2 separate regions of the Sus scrofa genome follow, and region 1 is linked to region 2. The links are chromatin contacts, called in public Hi-C maps. All regions are on one chromosome and are shown on one strand. Each heading gives the region's core, a stretch centred on a gene start, on an enhancer-like site or on the middle of the called end of the contact. The rest is flanking DNA. Distances are from core to core; before and after follow the strand shown. Region 1 holds the start of ESPL1 (separin). Region 2 holds the start of IGFBP6 (insulin like growth factor binding protein 6).

Region 1 (3,284 bases), core at 508-3,007, 130 kb before region 2:
CTCCATACAGTTCTTTAGGACAGCTGATGCCTTGATCAGAAGCTTGGCCACCGCCTGGGGTCCTCCCTCTCCAACCTGCAGCAGTTCGACTGCCAGCTGGCATAGCTGGAGGCTGGGGGCCAGACTGGTGTTCTTTAGGTAATCATGGGCCTTCTCCACTGCCCTGGTGGCCTTGGCATAGTGGTGGCTCCAGGAGAAGCGACGGCAGTGTTCCAGGGTGAGCTCCAAGAGACAGAGGGCCTTCTGGGAGGAAAGGGGACCAGGAGAGTCCCCTCCCTCACCCACCAAGGCTCTGACCACATGTCTGGAGAGCAGGTCATCTAGGAAATCCGCATCTGCTTCATTCAGACCATGTCCACTGGTATCAAATAACTGATGGGCAGCTACCACTCGACAGGCTGTTGGAGAAGCAAAGTGGGGAACTTCGCAAGGGGTGCTTTCATCCTCCAAGAGTACTAGAAAGCTCAAGGCCTTCAGCCGAGCTGAGAACGCCACTCGCGGCTCCACCAGGGCTTCTGCCCCCTTCCAAAGCAGAGAAAAGCTACCCCGAGCCACAGCTTCATAGTCCTGAGGAGCAGCTTGGCGAGAGCACTGCACCATGCAGGCATGGAGGGGCTGAGCAAGCCGGAGTGTGGCCTCTGGGATTCCCTGTGCGGCAACATTTCGCAGAAAGATGAAAAGAATTCGTTCCAGATAGAGGGGTGGGCGCTGGGGGGTAGACCTCAAGTAGCCATCGCAAGCCAGCTCTGCCAGCTCCAGCAGGCTCCCTAGGTGCTCAGGGCAAGCCAGCCTGACAGTCAGTTGCTGGTTGCAAGCCCTCAGGACAGCATCACAAGTCTGTCTCCTCTCCGCATCAGACCGACAGCTGGGAGAACCAACTGGAAGCTTGGACAGGAACTCCTAGGAGAAGAGGAAGATGTGAATGGGGCTACCAAAGGAGAAAAAGAATAGGGAAGGGAACTAGAAATGGGATTGCTCAGAAGAGGATCTCCTATTCATCCGTCTTTTCAAACCAGTTAAAAAACAAACAGCGCAGCTTGGGAAGCCAGGTGTATGTACCCACAGCCAGCCAGCACGCCCACCTTCAAGTCAGGCAGCAACTCTTCAGCCTCCTTTGGACTGCTTAGCAAAGTCCCAAAGTTGACTCCTTTGAAGCTCCTCATGGTGCCGAGGGGGCTAGGAGAAAGGAAACGGATTAAGGAAGGCTGAGAAGATTTGTAAAGGAGGTAAATGAAGGGCGGGAGAAGGGCTCGAAGGCCTCGGAAGGCGGCGGCGGGGCGGGCGGGGGCGCAAAGAATCCCCTCAGAAATCCTACCGGAAAAAAAGCCCATGCCAGGACTCCAGGCTCCCGTTATAAACCGACGCTTCCTCTCTTCCTTCCTCCTGGCCGGTCCCCAGCCTCACTACCCTTCCCACCAACCTACGGCCCACACCGGAGGCCTCCACCCAGCTCTTCAGCGCCCACCAGGACTTGCGGCGGGCTCCCGACCCTCCTGACGCCCGGCCTCTTCCTCAAGTCAGCGCTGGGACCCCACTCACCTCAGCGCATACACACGCTCATGAGGCCTTCAGGCCTTCGGGTCTCAGAGACCGTCCTCCTTCCCAGAAGCAGGACTTACCCACTACACAGAGAACTCGGTAAGGATCCAAAATGTACCCTTCGTTTTCCGCGCCAGCCCCTCCTTTCAAATATTCCCAGCGACCAATCAGCGAGAGCTGCGTAACGCCGGCGGGCCGCGCGGCACGCTGGGAGTTGTAGTTTACCCGCCGCGGTGCGTCGTCACGTGACGCCGGCTGGCGGTGTCCCAATGCCGTGGGAGTTAAGGCCTCTTGGGGGCGCGGGTTTTCTCTCTCTTTTTTTTTTTCGTTTTTTTTCCCCCTTCTGGTCAGCTGCTGGTTGCCCCTACGGTGAAGTCCAGCCCCTTCAGTGAAGGCCAGCGCCCCCGTCTCCTTCTCTTTCCCTTTATCTTCAGAGCTGGGAAAAAGTTTAAATTTCCAGAAGAGAGAAATAGGTTAGACAACAAAAAGAACTTAGTGGGGGGGTTACCTTGGTGGCTCAGGGGAAACGAATCTGGAATCTGACTAGCATCCATGAGGACGCAAGTTCCATCCCTGGCCTGGCTCAGTGGGTTAGGGATCCAGCGTTGCAGTGAACTGTTGTGTAGGTCGCAGACACTGCTGGAGTCTGGCAATGATGTGGCTGTGGCGTAGGCCAGCAGCTACAGCTCAGATTTGACCCCTAGCCTGGGAACTTCTGTATGCCTGGGTGCGGCCCTAAAAAGACAAAAAAAAAAAGAAAAAAAAAGAAAAAGAAAAAGAACTTACTTGGAAACTTGCGGTTTGGGTTACTAAGAAAAAAGGGTGTAGCCTTTCAAGGAATTCTGTTAAAATACAGTTTTCCGGGGGTACTGGCATGAGTACTGTGGCGACTAACAACTCTCTCTGCGGTCCAGCCTTGCTCCTCTCATCAGTTGAATTGTTTGAGCGAGGCAGAGGATCTTCTGGTTGGGGGTAGAGGGTAGAGGGGTGGGGTAGAAGATTGTGAGTGATGATGGGAAGAATTAGGAAAACTCACTCACTTGAATATTGCACAGTTTTTAATGCCTTATATTGGATGAGTACTCTTTTCCCGAACACACACATCAGTTGGCTCTGCATCTCTTCCCTTCCTCCACTAAACAATCAGTTCAAAACTCTGGGTCTTCCAATTAACTTTTTCCTGATGAACTCCATTGGATAACTCATCCTTCACTATTATTATTATCATTCATCATCTTTAGCCTCTTTTAGGAGCTGGAACTCTAGCAGGGAAGACTATTTAAAACAACCAGAAAAACAATGACAAAGAATTTCAGTGTTGGCGTTCCTGTCCTGGCTCAGCAGTTAATGAACCTGACAAGTATCCATGAGGACAGAGGTTCAATCCCTGGCCTCGCTTAGTGGGTTGAGGACCCAGCATTGCTGTGACTGTGGTGTAGGCTGGCAGCTACAGCTCCAATTTGACCCCTAGCCTGGGAACCTCCATATGCCTCAGGTGCAGTCCTAAAAAGACCAAAAAAAAAAAAAAAAAAAAAGAGAGAGAGAGAGAGATGATCATGTGTTTTTTTAAACTAATGTTGTTTTTATTTATTTGTTTATTTTTACATCCACACCTGCAGCATATGGAAGTTCCTGGGCTAGGGATTGAGTCAGTGCTGTAGCTGCCAGCCTACACCACAGCAGCAGCAACACCAGATTAAAGCTGAATCTGAAACCTACAGCACAGCTTGTGGCAACGCTGGATC
Region 2 (3,434 bases), core at 328-2,827:
CCAGGTCCAAAGACAAGCTCTGCTCAGTCGCCGACCCTCAAACCTGGACAGTTGCTCCCCCTACTCCTCCAAACCCAAGAACCACTTCTGCTGCAAATCCTGAGTCTGACCCCTCATCCTCCACACTCCTCAGACTTTGTCCCTCATTCCCTCTATTCAGCATCCTACTGTGACCATGCTCCGGGTCCCTCCTTTGACCCACCCAGATCAACCCTTTCTAGGAGGACCCCTAGCAGCCTGGACCCAAGCCTTTCGGAATGAAAGAAAAATCAAGTTGATTTGCCATCCTTTCCCTTCAAAGAAACCCCAGATGCCCCTGGGGTGGGGGCCATTCTCATTTCCTGCTCTCCCCAACTCCCTGCTTCCCCCCATCTTTCAGGTTCTGACTCACTTCTGTCCCACCCACCCAATGACTCAGCCTTCTATTCTCCTGTCTGGGTTAGGGTGGGGTGGGATGGGTGGAGGGTTATGAGAAGCTTTAAATCATAACTCTGGATCTGGCAGATTCCTTCTTTTCCCACCTCTATCCTAGCCTCCCCCCTTCCGCCCCCTCCCTGTAGGGGTCCCCAGCCCCTGCCCTCTGTCCCTAGTCTAGTCTGAAACAACTCTGGATTTGAGCCATCTTCTATTCTCTATCCCATGTCCAGGTGCTTTGGCCCCTCTGATATTAAGAGGAGATATCTTTCAGTGTGTGCAGGATTTGGGAGCCTGGAGTTATCTTCCCTCTTTCTCTAAGTGGAACCTGGAAACAATATCGGGGTCCTTTCTCCAGCTTGGAGGTCTAGGGCTGAAGGAGCTGGGCCGCTGTGGTATGTCCCTAAACCTTTCTCCTCAAGAGACAATAGAGGGGACAAAAAAAGCATTGGTGGCTGACACCTCCCTGCTTTATCCGCAGGGCCCCTGGCCGCACCCTAGACCTCTAGCTTCTCCCGGAAAAATGTGCGCTCCAGGATTGGAGGAGGAAGCATCATTCTGCAGACTTGCAAGACACTGAGGCTTGCAGTAGTGCCGTCGTGCATCCCTCCAGGACCCTGTCTGCAGATCTGCGGGTCTCACGTGGGCGGGGCAGGGGCGGGGCGCGGACTCACCCGAGGGCGTGCGAGCCCGGCGACAGCGGCCCCGGCCCAGCAGCAGCGCCCGCAAAGGCGCCTGATCTTCCTCCGGCGGCTGGCACTGCAGTCCTGGAGCGCAGTTAGGAGTGTAGACCCCGCACTGCTGCCCTTCCCTCCTGAGACAGCCCCCAGCTTCCGCACAGCCCTCCGTTGGCGGTCCCCCGTCCTCCTCCTCCGCGCAGCCCCCTGGACAACCCGTCTGCACCCCCTGCCCACAGCCCGGGCACTGTGCCAGGGCGCCTCCTGGGCGGGCAGCGAGCAACAGAGTTAGCAGCAGTGGCGGCAGCAGCCTGTGGGGGATCATGATCGGGATTTTTGCCCCTTCCACTCTTCCCAGAGCAGCCGAAGCGCAGCTGCTGCCCGCCGCCGCCCCTCTGCCTTAAGTAGCCGCCGGCGGGGGCCGGGCCCTTTAAGAGCCAGGTGAAGGGGGGGTGGAGAAGGCAGGGGCATTCCCTAAACTGGGTGGGACTGGAGAGGCCCCCCCTCCACCTGGGTCCTCCCCACTCTTCTCTACCTCCTCCCTTCCCAGCTTCTGTTTATTTCCCAAATTACGCTGATTTTTCTTGCTTTGTTCCCGGGAATCTCGCCCGGAATTTGGGAGCTGGACAGCTGGCTGGCGGCACTGGAGCGTGGGGAGGGGTGGAAGAAGAGGATGGGAGTTGGGATGAAGGGGAAAACCTGAAACCCGTTTCGAGTGGTCTGTGTGTCGAGGCTGAAGGAGACACTGGGGATTCCGGTGGGGAGTGAGAAGGTGACGGATTTAAGTGGACGGAGAAGCCATGGTGTGGGGGGGTCATGAGAGGGACGTGGGCGAAAGGAAAGAAAGAGGCGCAGATGATGGAGAAAGGACTCTTGGGAGAACCAACTGCTGATGGGAGAAAGTAAACCGAGGGAGAGGAGAGGAAGAGCAAAGCGGAGGGAGGGGCTAGGGAAGGTCTCCCAGAGAGGTGACTGAGGGGGAGGCGGGTGTTGGGGACCAGACTGGGGTAAGATGCTGGAAGGGGTCGGGGGAAGCAAAGGGTGGCGTGGGGGGATGGAGGGGGAGGCACGTCTTGAATGAACTGTCGGAAATCCCAGCCTGGTGGTGGGGCGGGGGAAGCCTGGAAGGATTGCAGCCCCCTCCCCGCCCCCGCCCCCTAGTGTGCAGCAGAACTGGCTGAACCTTTGGGAGGTAGGGACACGGAGTATAGGGGGAGGGATTTAGAAGAACCCATCCTCTGGGGGCTCTTAGGGACAGCGGCCAGAGAGCAGCCCTCACCCCACCCCGTCCTTCATCCAGGTCAGCCCGCCCCTCGGTTCCTCTCCTTTCCTCGAATCTGCCCCCGCCCCCCGCCCTCACCCGGTATCACCGGTTGGGTTTTCTGGACTATTGAGGCTGTGTTGTGCCCAGGAGGCACGTGGGACGGGGACTGGCCTGTGCGTTCCTGTCTGCCCGCTCCCGGGGCTCTCTCTCCCGGGGTCCGTCTACCCCACCGCCCCCACCCCGCCCCGCCCAGCTCCAGGCGGTGCCCCGCCCACCCCAGCCCTCCTTGCGGAGCCTTCGTTCCTAGAGGGAGGAGGAAGGAAGGTTTCCTTGGGCAGCCCACATCCCCCCGCAGGCCTGGGTTACGCAACAGCGGCCATCTCATTCTTTCCTAAAACAAGGGCTCTGGGCAATGACTAAGTTTAAATTCTGGGCCCCCAAGCAAGCATGTCAGCAAGGGCTTCCTGAACTTTTAGGTAAATACAGAACAAAAAGAACTTCACTCCCAGCCCCGTCCCCGCCCCCCGGGCTACCCTGGGAATTTAGGACAGGCCTTTGGGAAGCAGCGTCTTCCACTGAGACTGGGAAGCAGATTGGGCAGGCAGGGAGGAGGGGGCGCTGGGACCTCCTGCTCGGAGCTCTGACCCCAGGGTGGCAAGCGCCATCCTGGCCCTCCTCCTTATCACAATTGATTGTGCCCTGCGCATGCTTCTGGCTAGGGCTTTTCTCCCTGCTCCCACTTGTTGCTCCCACAAAGGGCTGTGGGAAGTTGGGATGGGGAAGAGATGGTCATGCTCCCTGCAGGATCTCCGTGTGGCTTTTTTTGGGGGGCGGGGGTCTTTTTAGGGCCCCACTCGGGCACATGGAGATTCCCATACTAGGGGTCTAATTGGAGCCATAGACACCAGCTTAAGCCACAGCCACAGCCATGCCAGACGTGATGCATCTGGGATCTATGCCAAAGCTTGTGGCAACGCCAGATCCTTTAACCCACTGAGTGAGGCCAGGTATCGAACCTGCATCCTCATGGATACTAGCCGGGTTCTTAATCGGCTGAACCACAATAGGATCTCCTCAGT

What was found. Hi-C and Micro-C count contacts between places; a contact is called where the count stands out from the background.
Region 1: a contact with region 2 is called in a Hi-C map of epiblast stem cells, with 7 times the contacts expected there. The contact joins the promoter of ESPL1 here to the promoter of IGFBP6 in region 2. A contact is called at or near these places in 1 of 47 Hi-C or Micro-C datasets (epiblast stem cells) and 1 of 2 datasets of contacts at active chromatin or transcription factors (alveolar macrophages).

What each region holds. Positions count from the first base shown.
Region 1 is chr5:18,485,442-18,488,725 of Sscrofa11.1, reverse strand. It overlaps ESPL1 (separin), which reads right to left and starts at 1,757. Exons shown (of 32, transcript XM_013986230.2): 1 at 1,540-1,757; 2 at 1,083-1,176; 3 at 1-900. The coding sequence starts at 1,163.
Region 2 is chr5:18,351,434-18,354,867 of Sscrofa11.1, reverse strand. It overlaps IGFBP6 (insulin like growth factor binding protein 6), which reads right to left and starts at 1,577. Exons shown (of 4, transcript NM_001100190.1): 1 at 1,089-1,577. The coding sequence starts at 1,416.